Linked DNA regions of Anas platyrhynchos: region 2 is linked to region 1. Evidence: chromatin contacts called from public Hi-C data. All regions are on one chromosome and are shown on one strand. The core of a region is the stretch at or near the end of the contact, and the rest is flanking DNA. Distances in the headings are between cores, read along the strand shown.

Region 1 (5,578 bases), core at 1,508-4,007:
TGTTATTCTAAGGCAATGGGTTACATGGTTTTTGCCAAACATCTGGATCAGGAGTTGGGGTTAAGTCTGACCAGAGGTTCTTTGCAACTACCTCCTCTTCCACTTCTCAGTCTTGCCAGACAAAATTTCACTTTGTCTCTTGCAATCCCGCATCCTCGTCTAATGTGGGCTCCCTCAGAACAAAACCCAGGGCTGGGAAAACCTCTCTTTGTGGTGTTTGCAACGATGGTCCCCCCTCGCCCACCGCCTGGAGAGGCTGAGGGGAAGATCAGTGTGATGGAGGAACCAGCCACTGGGTGCCACTCTTGTCCTACCAAACCCCGCCGGAACAGCTGCCGAGGAGGAGGAAAACCCCAAAAGTAGCCTGTGGGGCCGCCATGCCCACCGGCTGTGGGGTGGCAAGGCATGGATGGAGGCACCTTCTTCTCCTCGGGATGGCAGGGAGCGGGCGGTGGGCCTGCCCATGAGGGAGAGAGGTGAGGTGCTGAGGCATATGCCGCCAGGAGATGCTTTCCTTGAGATTCCTGCGACCACCATCCCAAAGGGCTCTCGTGTGGTCAGTGCTGCAGTGTCTGGTGTGACCAGGGAGAAGCTACCCACGCTGCTGTAGCTTATAAACCTGCACAAATGGGTTAAAAGCATGCTGTCTCCTCACAAGGATGCACAGACTGCGATGCACCCGCTGTCTGCCTTGCTGTGTGGGGTGGACATCGTCTCCTTAAGCTGAGAGCACCACCAGGTTTGCACCTTGTGTTTTTCATGCAGCACCCACAGTTCCTACTGACAGTACGTAACTGAGACAACAATATCAGAATTCACACTAAAAAAATGTGAAGCAAGTGCTTACTGCAACCGTCAAATCAAATGTCTTGTGGTAATTATTGTTAAGTTTTATGCCTACCCAGCAGTATACACAGACATTTCAGGTTATTTAGGACATTTACACTGATGGTTGAAAAGAAAAAAAAAAGAAACAAGACATGGGAATGACTCTGTAAGTACAGATTTCAGATTTAACCTCTACTGAAAAAATCATTGGTACCTACCTACCTCTCTGTTTGACCCCAAGACTATTAATCCCAGAGTGAAAGCCCTGACAACTACATCTCCATGCAGGCTTTCGGAGCAGGCTTTCTCATTGTGCTGCATGGTCCCCCGCAAAGGAAGCCCCCATCCCACATGTGCACAGCAGCAGTGTCCCCATAGCCCTCAGCAATGTCCCCGTGTTGCTTTTATGACCGCTGGAGATGGATGGACCTAGGTCTTCACTGACTTCCAGCCATAAAACTCCGAGACACCTTTCTGCGTGTCTGTGGGCTATGCTCAGTCAGATTAATCCCTCCTGGAAATGTGAATATTGAGGGAATGTGGATTGTATGGGATTTCATATGCTGTGAAATTAATCTCTACTCAGCCCCTGTGGGGGAGAGGAGGGTTTAAGCAATGTGCTGGAAAATTTTGCCTCCTGAAGACACTGATCTTTCTCCTTTCTTTTTTCTTGCCATGTTTTGCTTTAAGCCTTCTTCAGGAAATAGCTTGTGATTTTAAGGTGAGATCTCAGATCTACCAACAAATACATCTCACAGTGGCCAGAATCTGCACCTCACCCACAAAAAAAAAACGCTTTAGCTATCTCAGTATGTAAACCAGGTAAAAGAAGAAATACAGAGAACTGAAAAAATGTGCTCCTGGAGCTAAGGCAGACAAAAAAGCCCACCTCTGGGGCTCAGCAAGGAGCTCTGAAAGCCAGGACATGGCACTAGTGAAAGTGCCACCAAGAGCAGTTTGAAAGACCACAGAAAAAAATATTTACCTGAATAATGATAATAATAAGAATAAAGTATATTAAAGATTAGGTATTCCTTTTCCTGAGGAAAAGTGAATGCTATTGTTTGGGTCGTCTGAATTTCTGAAGGCTGCAGTTACCAAATAGTCCAAATAGAGCATGAGTGGGAGTTCTGCCTTTTATTGCCCTGGGACAATAAATCAGACCATGGTCTGGCTACACCTAAACTGCTCGTTCCCATAGGGTAAGCATGAACTTGAAATGCACTTATCTGCTTCAAAACTGCAAAACTAGCAAGGCAGGCCGAGGAGTAATAATTATCCAAAACCCTGCAAAAAGCTGTGAAGATTTCAGTCATATCCAAAACATGTAATTAGGCCTTCTATCGATTTTTGGTAATTAGAATTTTCCCAAATATCTCTGAGCATTTTCATTACTTTGTCAATTTTCACCAAATAGTTTAGACAAATTATTTTCAGCAGATGGCTTGTTATGAATAGCTTGTGAATTTTTCACTTTGACATCTGTACTGTGTTTATTGGGAGGTTTAATCAGTTCCTGGGCTGCATGACTGAAATGTTTGCAAGGGAGGAAAAACGAACACAGGATACTAAATAAGAAACAGTGCGTTTCAAGGACAAACATATTAAGCTGACTGTAGTCACAAACACTTCCAGAGATTTCCAGCCATCGCCGACTAGATTGTGGATGCTGGATGCCATGATAGTACGTGTGCCTGCAAATCAAACTCGTGTTGCTCATTCACAAGTGTAATTGTGAACCTCTTCTCGTTATTTAACAGCCGTGTTGTGTAGTCAGAACTCATTAGCAGAATTTTTGTTCCAAAGAGTTATATTTTAACCGCATGCCCAATCCTTTCTGTCTCAACACTGATGGAGGGTATTGTTAAGCAGAGCTGCGAGTCAAAATGGGCTGCATTTATCTCCTTGCTTTGTCTTTCTCAAAATAACATTGGAAGATAAGGTACACTCTTTCTTTGATCAGTAATCTCCATCTCTTGAAGGGTGACCACAAAGGATAAGTATGCATTGAACAGAAGTTGTAATGGCCAGCACATGATTACGGTTTCAAGGAATGGGAAAACTAAAAGAGAAAGGAAGAGCCCCAAACATGGGGGAGGGTGGAAAGGGAGGAAAAAGGGCCAGTATAAAAAACTTCAAATATCTTCAACGGAGCAGAAACGTAAGACAAACATGCATTTAAGGGTGGGAATCGGCATATTCTTGCTTTAGCGCCTCTCTTCCCTCAAGATAATTTTGGAAGCAAATCACAGTAGTAGAAGCTAACTACTGAACAAGAATCGTCTCTGTGGTATATGGCACATGGTGCCATGGGCTCTTGGCTCCCAGCACTGCCAGCATGTGAATATTAAATAAAAATAGCACTGGGAGGAGTGGTGGGAGGTTGTGAGACTGCAGCAGAGCTGGCTGCAGCAGCGCAGGCTGCAACACGCTCCAGGCATCAGCCATGCCTTTCCTCGTGCTGAAACTGCTGTGCCGACCACCTTGGGCCACCCCCGTGAGGCCTGGCAAGCCACGGCCAGCCTTGGGTTTCTTGAAAGGCTTGTGATTTTCTGGGCCAAGTTGCCATCCCAATGGTAAGTACTAAACACTTTAATAATTCATAACCAGTCAGCAACATCTTAAATAATTTAACAAACAATTTGTCAGCTTTCCTTGTGATGGGAGATGCTGGCTGAAGAGTGGCTGCGAGCAGGTTCGTGTCCACCTTGCCCCCTCCCCAAAAGTGTGCTTTACCCAGCCCATTCAGCGACCTTCTGCCATCACCACTCATCGTACTCAGAGACTTATCTCTGGGGCTGTCCTCCTGCCCACCAGCCTTGGTGGTGAGACTTTGCTCTCCCAGCTCCCTGGTGCCCACTTTGCTCCAGTTACACATTTTGCTTCTCAGCAGAGCAGCACAGACATGGGACGCCCCAGGAGCTCTTGGTTTGTCACCCAAGTTGCCGTGCTGAGGGACGGCAGCAGCCCTGGGGCAGATGGCCCTTCGTTCCCACACAGCCCGAGCAGCAAGTCCCAGCAGGATGGATGTTATCTTCCAAAGGCGTGGAGAAGTCCTCGGAGCGATGATCAGTTCAGAGAGCCTCGCTGGAAGATAGAGCCCCAAGAGAAGTAAGAGACCACCTACGCTGGAGTCAAAACCAGCAGTTTGCCTTGGTTGCACTGTAGCATGTCAGCAGCATAACCCAGGCGTTGCGTTAAACACAAACACCACCCCGTGAAGCCAGCCAAGCTCTCCAGGTGCTTAAAATCATGCAAGTGCTTAAGATGGTAATTGAGCAAACCGTGTAAGGATTACGAGTGGTGTCAGCTTAGGAAAAAGAATATGTAATAAGGCACAGAGAAACACTCTTTTTATTACGCTTTGAAAGAAGACTGCTATCACTTCCAAGTAGTTCCAGTCCTGCTGATGGATACAAGCCCCTGCACACAGGCTTTTCTAGGAGAAATTTTTTTAGGAGAATTTTTTAGGAAGAGCTGGTGGTGGAGGCGTGAGGAGCAGAGATGAGCACCATGAGGGATGGCAAGGGGAGCAGGGCAGAGCATCAAAGGGCTGCAGTGCCCCAAAACTGTGCCCATTGTTGCCACCACGACATCCGCCCATGCTTTGAGGGCGAGAGCTCAGGCATTTTGCAGGAAGTTGTCCAGCCCGGAGAAGCAGGTGAAACTCCAGCAGCGTCTTTCTTACTCTGCAAACACGTCTGGGGCTAATTGGCATGGCACTGCGCTTTCAAAAGCACCAAAGCAAGGCTTAGGAGCTTTACCCGTCCCCTGAACAGGTGTAAACTTCTAAGCATTAAATCACTTTGAAAATTCCCTCTAGGCTTAAAAGTCACTTTGGTGCTTTTGAGAATTTGACTCGTGACAGGAAGCCTCTGTTCCTGGACCCTGCTAGCGGCAGCCCAGGGAAGGAGCCTTGCCTGGCTCAGGAGACTGCTCACCCTCCACCCACAGGGATGTTCCCTCACACGGACACATTTCTCTTGTCCCAGGCACACCAGGGCTCCTGGGCACAGCCCTGGCCCCTGCAGGAAATGGCTGGTGATGGGAGGATGAAGCAGCCCTGGAGATTGCCTTGAACCACGGGACTTGGACTTTGCCTCGTAAAGTTGTCTTCTCCATCACGGGTGGCATCTAAATTACCCTTTGTAGCAGCGAGTAGGTTTGTCAGCAGTGGCTCAGTGCTGTCATTTGCCAACAGGAGTTTCTACTTGATCTCATCAGTGCCCTTACTCACAGGTCTGCTCAGCCACAGTCACAAGCAGAAGACTAATTAACTTCTCCAAAGTGCTCTCGTAGCCCTCCGTTCCTGCTGATGGTTCTTTGATAGATTTTACTGTGCTCGGGAGAATCCCAGCTCTGCAGACGCTGCATAACGGCAAGGCTGCCCCAAGACTCACTCCTGTTTTATAACAGCAGTAGTTTTTGACTTCTTTTCGCAGCAGTCCTCCCCCTCTGTGCAGGTTTTTCCCCTCAGTAATCTCAGAACCCTTTTTGACAAGATATGAGCTGGCATGCTTGGTTGATGTCAGGAAAACCGTCAGTTAGTGCATGGGCAGGAACCGGCCTTCTGGGAGATGCAATACATTATTCATCATCTTCCGAAGATCATCTAAAGGTCAGGCTATTTTGGCCTCAAGGTGGATAAGATATGCATTCGGCCTCACGGGCTGGCCACGGTTCCTATACCTGCGAGCCAGGGGTATTACGCAACGGGCTTTTATCAGAAACCTGCAAAGCAGAGATGGCT
Region 2 (5,578 bases), core at 1,629-4,128, 66 kb after region 1:
CAGGCTGGGTGGAGAATGGATTTGGGGGTGTCGGTTGATGAGAAGCTCAACATGAGCCAGCAATGTGTACTTGCAGCCAGAAAGCCAACCATTTCCTGGGCTGCACCAAAAGAAGCATGGCCAGTAGGAAAAGGGAGGGGATTCTCCCCCTCCACTCTGTTCCTGTGAGACCCCACCTGAAGCCCTGCATTCAGCTCTCGGGCCCCCAGCACCAGAAGGACATGGAGCTTAATAGATTTATTAAAAAAAGAAAATCATGTCTGTTTTCAGGCTTTGAAGTACAAAATGGATGAAGGCCTGGTAAAACCTTAAAAATGTCACTTTGCACCTTCTCCTGAAGGTGTAGTTAAATGTCAGTTCTTACAGGTTTGGTTGATCCCAAAATATGTCTTTTTCTTTCCAGTTGAGTATTGAACAGGCCCAAGCGGTGGCAGAGCAAGTTGAGATGAAAGCTAAGGTGGTACAGTCTGAAGTCAAAGCAGTGACAACTAGACACAAGAAGGCCTTGGAAGAGCGGGAGTGCGAGCTGCTCTGGAAGGTAAGTACTGAAACACTTGTGCTTCGTACACTTGAAATTGGAAATGTGTTCTTTAACAGCACAGGGCTAGATTCAAATGTCTTTCCTCGGAACACTGAATTGAAATACCACTTCCTAGAAAACAGTATTTCAATTGAAGCAGGATGCTGGATTCTGGCCCTGGTTGATTTTGTTTTGGAAGTATCTTTGCATCACAAACTAGTTTTCAGTAGGGACTACTATATCCTGAGGCAAGCTCAGCATCACAAGTAAGGTGGGCGCTCCCCCTGCTGGCTCAGCAGCAATACATCACATCTCCAGTGCTGAACGATGAAGAGAATGTCCATGTTTTGTTTAATGAATATCCCTTTAAAACCTCTAAAATGTTCCTGTATAACTATGTATGTAGTATATGAGCCTTCTTATAGAAGGATCCACTTATACACAAAGGAAAGGAGTAAAGCTGTATATGCTGTATCCTTAGAAACAAATCAGTATAAGCTTTCTCGACACACCCAAGAACTTGCTTTATTCTATAAAAAGTGTAGCTGCCTTTTCTGATTAGTGAAACGAAGTAATATGGCAGGGTTTGGGGTTTTTACTAGCAGAATGAAAATATTTCCCAGCAACAGTATCTGCACTCAAGTACTTTGAGTAATCTCAAACTCCTGCATTCGCTTCAGCTGTGATAAATGTGCAGGGTGGGGAAACACAACAATGGGGGAAGTACCCAGAAAGGTAATTTAATGGTCATGGTTTTTTAGTGTCTAGCAGTGGTCCTTTGGGTCCTAATGCAGAACTGAGCAGAAACGCGCTTTCTGCTGTTGGCTTAGCTCTTTTAGATCAGCCAGTCAAATGGACTTTTCTGTGACCACGAGATTGCTGAAATTGGTATAGGGGAAGGAGCAAAAATGCATGGTAAAGGTGAGAAAGCTTACAAGTAAATTTCAAGTGCTCCTGTAAATCTGTAGGTGCACTGGATGAAGTATAGCAAAAAAAAAAAAAAAAGGTCCTGTGTGCCCACTGCCCTTATTAAAGGCCAGGATGGCGGCCTGTACACGTGGTTGAGGCACTGGATGTCAAGAGGCAGTACCATTCTGCTAAATTATTTCTGCCCTGCCTCTTCTCATGAAATGGAATGGAACAGTAATTTTCTGGTTTAATCTGTTGCTGTAGATACAGTGAGTAATCTCTTAAAGTAGAGGTTTGTGTTTTTATAGTTCTCTTGGTTTTAGACATTCTTATAAGAACAAACTTGATAGTTACTGTTTGAAGGCTGCTTTCTTGAGGTACTTGAAATGAGGAAGAAGTTCACTTTCCACTGCTGGCCTTGCCCAAGAAACTTTGGCAGCCTTTTCTTCTGAGGTATTACTAGTACAGAAGCAAGAGTTTGTATCCCAGCATAGGTGTATTAAAAAAAAAAAGCCTACACTGAGAACAAGTTTTCTTCAAGTTATAAAACTGTTTTATTTTCATGAAGGAAAAAATGGGTCTTGATTGCATACTGGTGTGAGAAACGATTCTAGCATAAAAGAAAAAGCAGAATGCATGTTTAGGCCTGATGTGAGGAGTGCTAGTGAATAATTTGGGGTACTACAGCTGAGGTCAAAGTACTCATGACTGGTAATCTTTTGGAAACTGGTGACTTTAATGAGATATTGGAGGAAGCATGTTTGATACTTGTTTGGAAGCAGTTATGTAAAAATATCCCTTAATTTTAAATGAAATGGCGTGTTTGTACATCTGTTAACTGCTCACTTTGTGAAGTCTGAAGACTCAGTTATAAACCGACTTGTCCCTCACCAAAATACATTGGTATTGTTCTGCAGCCACACAAGTATCAGGCATAAAGAAATGCATTTTAACAACAATAAAGCAATTAAATTTACAAAGCAGGTGTATTTTTCCAGTTGTCAAGTGATTTTTGACAAGTAAAGACAAACATGGGCATGTTTTTAAAAACAAAACAGAACTATTGTTGGTTGAGCTTCCAGCCCTAGTAGGGGCTGGCAGCAACTGTCTGTCCTTTGAAGTGACATGGCATCCTGTTGTAAAATAGTAGCTCAGCATGACTGCCAGTATTTGTAAGAAAATATCAAAATAACTGGATCCTAAAAGGTCCTGGAGATAGGTGTCTGGTAGTATCCAGTCCCACGAAAACAGTTTGGGCAGGCAAGGGAACGAGGAGAGCCCGTATCCGTTGGCTGATGCCAACGCAGCATCAGGCTTGTGTGATAACAGCCCACCCTCTGAAATACTTCTCCGTTCTCCTCTTAGAGATGCTTTGGACTCTTTGAGAGCTGCAGTAACTTTAGCCTTTAGAGTTTAAATAAGATGTGCCTTCTGATGATCTGTCAAGTACCTTGCAGGTAGGGGGTAGAGTAGCTTTTAAGGAAGCAAGTCGTCATTAGCTACTAACCAAGCAAATCTTTCGAATAGAACAAATAGAATACTGATGCAGCAGCTCCATAGAGCAAGAATGTGTGATTATTTTTTTTAACTGGAGAAAATCTGAATTTGGATAAATAGTTGCTTTTCCTCACTGGTGTTCTCTATGCCATAGTTTCTAAAGGCTTGTTTTACAGTTTATCTTATCACGTCCTGTGTCAGCATCCTGCAATAACTACGTAACTGTTTATGTAGAAGGAACATTAGGAAGTGTTTGGGTGTCACGGGTTGTCTTTCCCTGATAAGTGTGCTTTTCTTCCCCCTTCCTCTCCCCCAAGGTGGAAAAGATTCGTCAAGTCAAGGCTAAGTCACTCTACCTGCAAGTTGAAAAGTTACGTCAGAACCTAAATAAGCTGGACAACACCATTAGTGCTGTTCAGCAGGTCCTGGAGGAAGGTCGTACCATGGATATTCTTCTGGCCCGGGACCGTATGCTGGCTCAGGTGCAGGAGCTGAAGAATGTGAGGGGCCTTCTCCAGCCCCAGGAGGATGACAGGATCATGTTCACACCCCCTGACCAGGCCTTGTATATGGCCATTAAATCCATGGGCTTTGTTAGCAGTGGAGCTTTTGCTCCTCTGACCAAAGCCACTGGAGAAGGCCTCAAGCGTGCGCTGCAGGGCAAAGTGGCCTCTTTCACAGTGATAGGCTATGACCACGACGGTGAGCCTCGCCTTTCAGGAGGCGACATGATCTCTGCAGTGGTGATGGGTCCAGATGGAAACCTTTTTGGGGCAGACGTCAGTGATCAACAGAACGGGACCTACCTGGTCAGCTACCGTCCACAGCTAGAGGGAGAGCACCTGGTGTCTGTGATGATGTGCAACCAACACATTGAGAACAGTCCCTTCAAAGTCATGGTGAAATCTGGGCGCAGCTACATTGGTATCGGGCTGCCTGGGCTCTCGTTTGGCAGCGAGGGAGATAGCGACGGCAAGCTCTGCCGCCCCTGGGGGGTTAGCGTAGACAAAGAAGGCTACATCATTGTGGCTGACCGCAGCAATAACCGCATCCAGGTGTTCAAGCCGTGCGGGACTTTCCACCACAAGTTCGGCACGCTGGGCTCCCGGCCCGGCCAGTTTGATCGTCCCGCTGGTGTGGCCTGTGACATCTCGCGTAGGATCGTCGTGGCTGACAAGGACAATCATCGCATCCAGATCTTCACCTTCGAAGGGCAGTTCATTCTGAAGTTTGGGGAGAAAGGAACAAAGAATGGGCAATTCAATTACCCGTGGGATGTGGCCGTCAACGCAGAGGGCAAAATCCTGGTCTCTGACACGAGGAACCATCGCGTTCAGCTGTTCGGGCCCGATGGAGCGTTTCTTAACAAGTATGGCTTTGAAGGGGCACTCTGGAAGCACTTTGATTCCCCCAGAGGTGTGACTTTCAATCACGAGGGCCACTTGGTCGTGACAGACTTCAACAACCATCGCCTGCTGGTCATCCACGCCGATTGCCAGTCAGCACGCTTCCTGGGCTCGGAGGGCAGCGGCAACGGGCAGTTCCTGCGCCCGCAGGGAGTGGCGGTGGATCAAGAGGGGCGCATCATTGTGGCCGATTCCAGGAACCACCGGGTGCAGATATTTGAGTCCAATGGTAGCTTTTTATGCAAGTTTGGCACTCAGGGAAGCGGCTTTGGTCAGATGGACCGTCCTTCAGGTATAGCCGTCACCCCTGATGGCATGATTGTTGTGGTCGACTTTGGAAACAATCGAATTCTCGTCTTCTAATCTGTGTTTGAATTAGGAAGAAACTGTCTCAGGGAAATTCTTCTAAGAGAAAATGAAAAAATACAACGTTGATTCAAACCTACCTCATCTTTAATTTTTTTACAGATGAATGTACTTATCTTTTCTGCAGGGAGTGAGCCTGTAAAGTTAAATTCTATCTACCTCATTGTCCTCCCTTCCATCCCCAGTTTCTCTCCTCCTCCCCGTCCCAACACACTCACAGTTCAGAAAATTTTTACCTCTCCCCCCATGGGGTTTCATGCACAAACGTGTTGCTGTGCACATTAGGTGGTTTGTGTGGTATATTCTGTAGGCTTAAGCCAAAAAGGCGCTATAAGTTTTTTTTTTTTTTTAATGGAGAAAATGGTAGTAGGTATTTGTAGAGAATTTGTGTTCTTGACCATACTGCAGTTCTGTGGGTGGGGACACGGGAGGGGGATTTTTTTTTTTGAATTGCTGCTGCAGCAGAGAACTTTTTCCTGTTCTCCTTTTTATACCTCAGTGTGTTTGATTTACTGGTGAGCACAGTGTCTTGTTCCCAGAGACTTTGAACGTTTTGTGGAAGTGAGTGGGATTTACTCGCCAGGAAGAGCAAGCTTGCATCTTTTTGGCATTTCTGTGTACTTTTTCTGAAACACAGTAATCCAACAGCACAAAGAGAAGCTGATGAAAATGCACAAAAATTCTTTTGAGTTGAAACCAAATTGTTCCTTCTAGTGGCTTAGTTCAGTTGTCAAAAAGCTTAGACAAAGCAAGGCTTCCTGTAGTGTAACCTGTCCTTGAGTTATTTCTTTTTATATCTTTTCATCTGAAAGTTTAGTATTAAAGTCTTTTCTGTTATCAGTATGTATGCCTAATCTGGATAAGAAGTTATGAGGAGCAT

What was found. A called contact is a pair of places that touch in the nucleus more often than the background predicts.
Region 2: a contact with region 1 is called in a Hi-C map of subcutaneous adipose tissue, with 2.3 times the contacts expected there. The contact joins two enhancer-like sites. A contact is called at or near these places in 3 of 8 Hi-C or Micro-C datasets (F1 follicle, liver and subcutaneous adipose tissue).

The regions. Positions count from the first base shown.
Region 1 is chr2:116,312,529-116,318,106 of IASCAAS_PekinDuck_T2T, forward strand. No RefSeq gene overlaps it. Among named protein-coding and RNA genes, the nearest start is that of TRIM71, 12 kb to the right of the region's middle. Within about 2 kb of position 2,758, at least 3 of the 8 cell types and tissues checked have an H3K27ac peak or open chromatin away from gene starts, as enhancers often do.
Region 2 is chr2:116,378,048-116,383,625 of IASCAAS_PekinDuck_T2T, forward strand. TRIM71 (tripartite motif containing 71) reads left to right here. Exons shown (of 5, transcript XM_038174817.2): 4 at 404-538; 5 at 3,244-5,578. The coding sequence ends at 4,695. Among named protein-coding and RNA genes, the nearest start is that of CNOT10, 38 kb to the right of the region's middle. Within about 2 kb of position 2,879, at least 2 of the 8 cell types and tissues checked have an H3K27ac peak or open chromatin away from gene starts, as enhancers often do.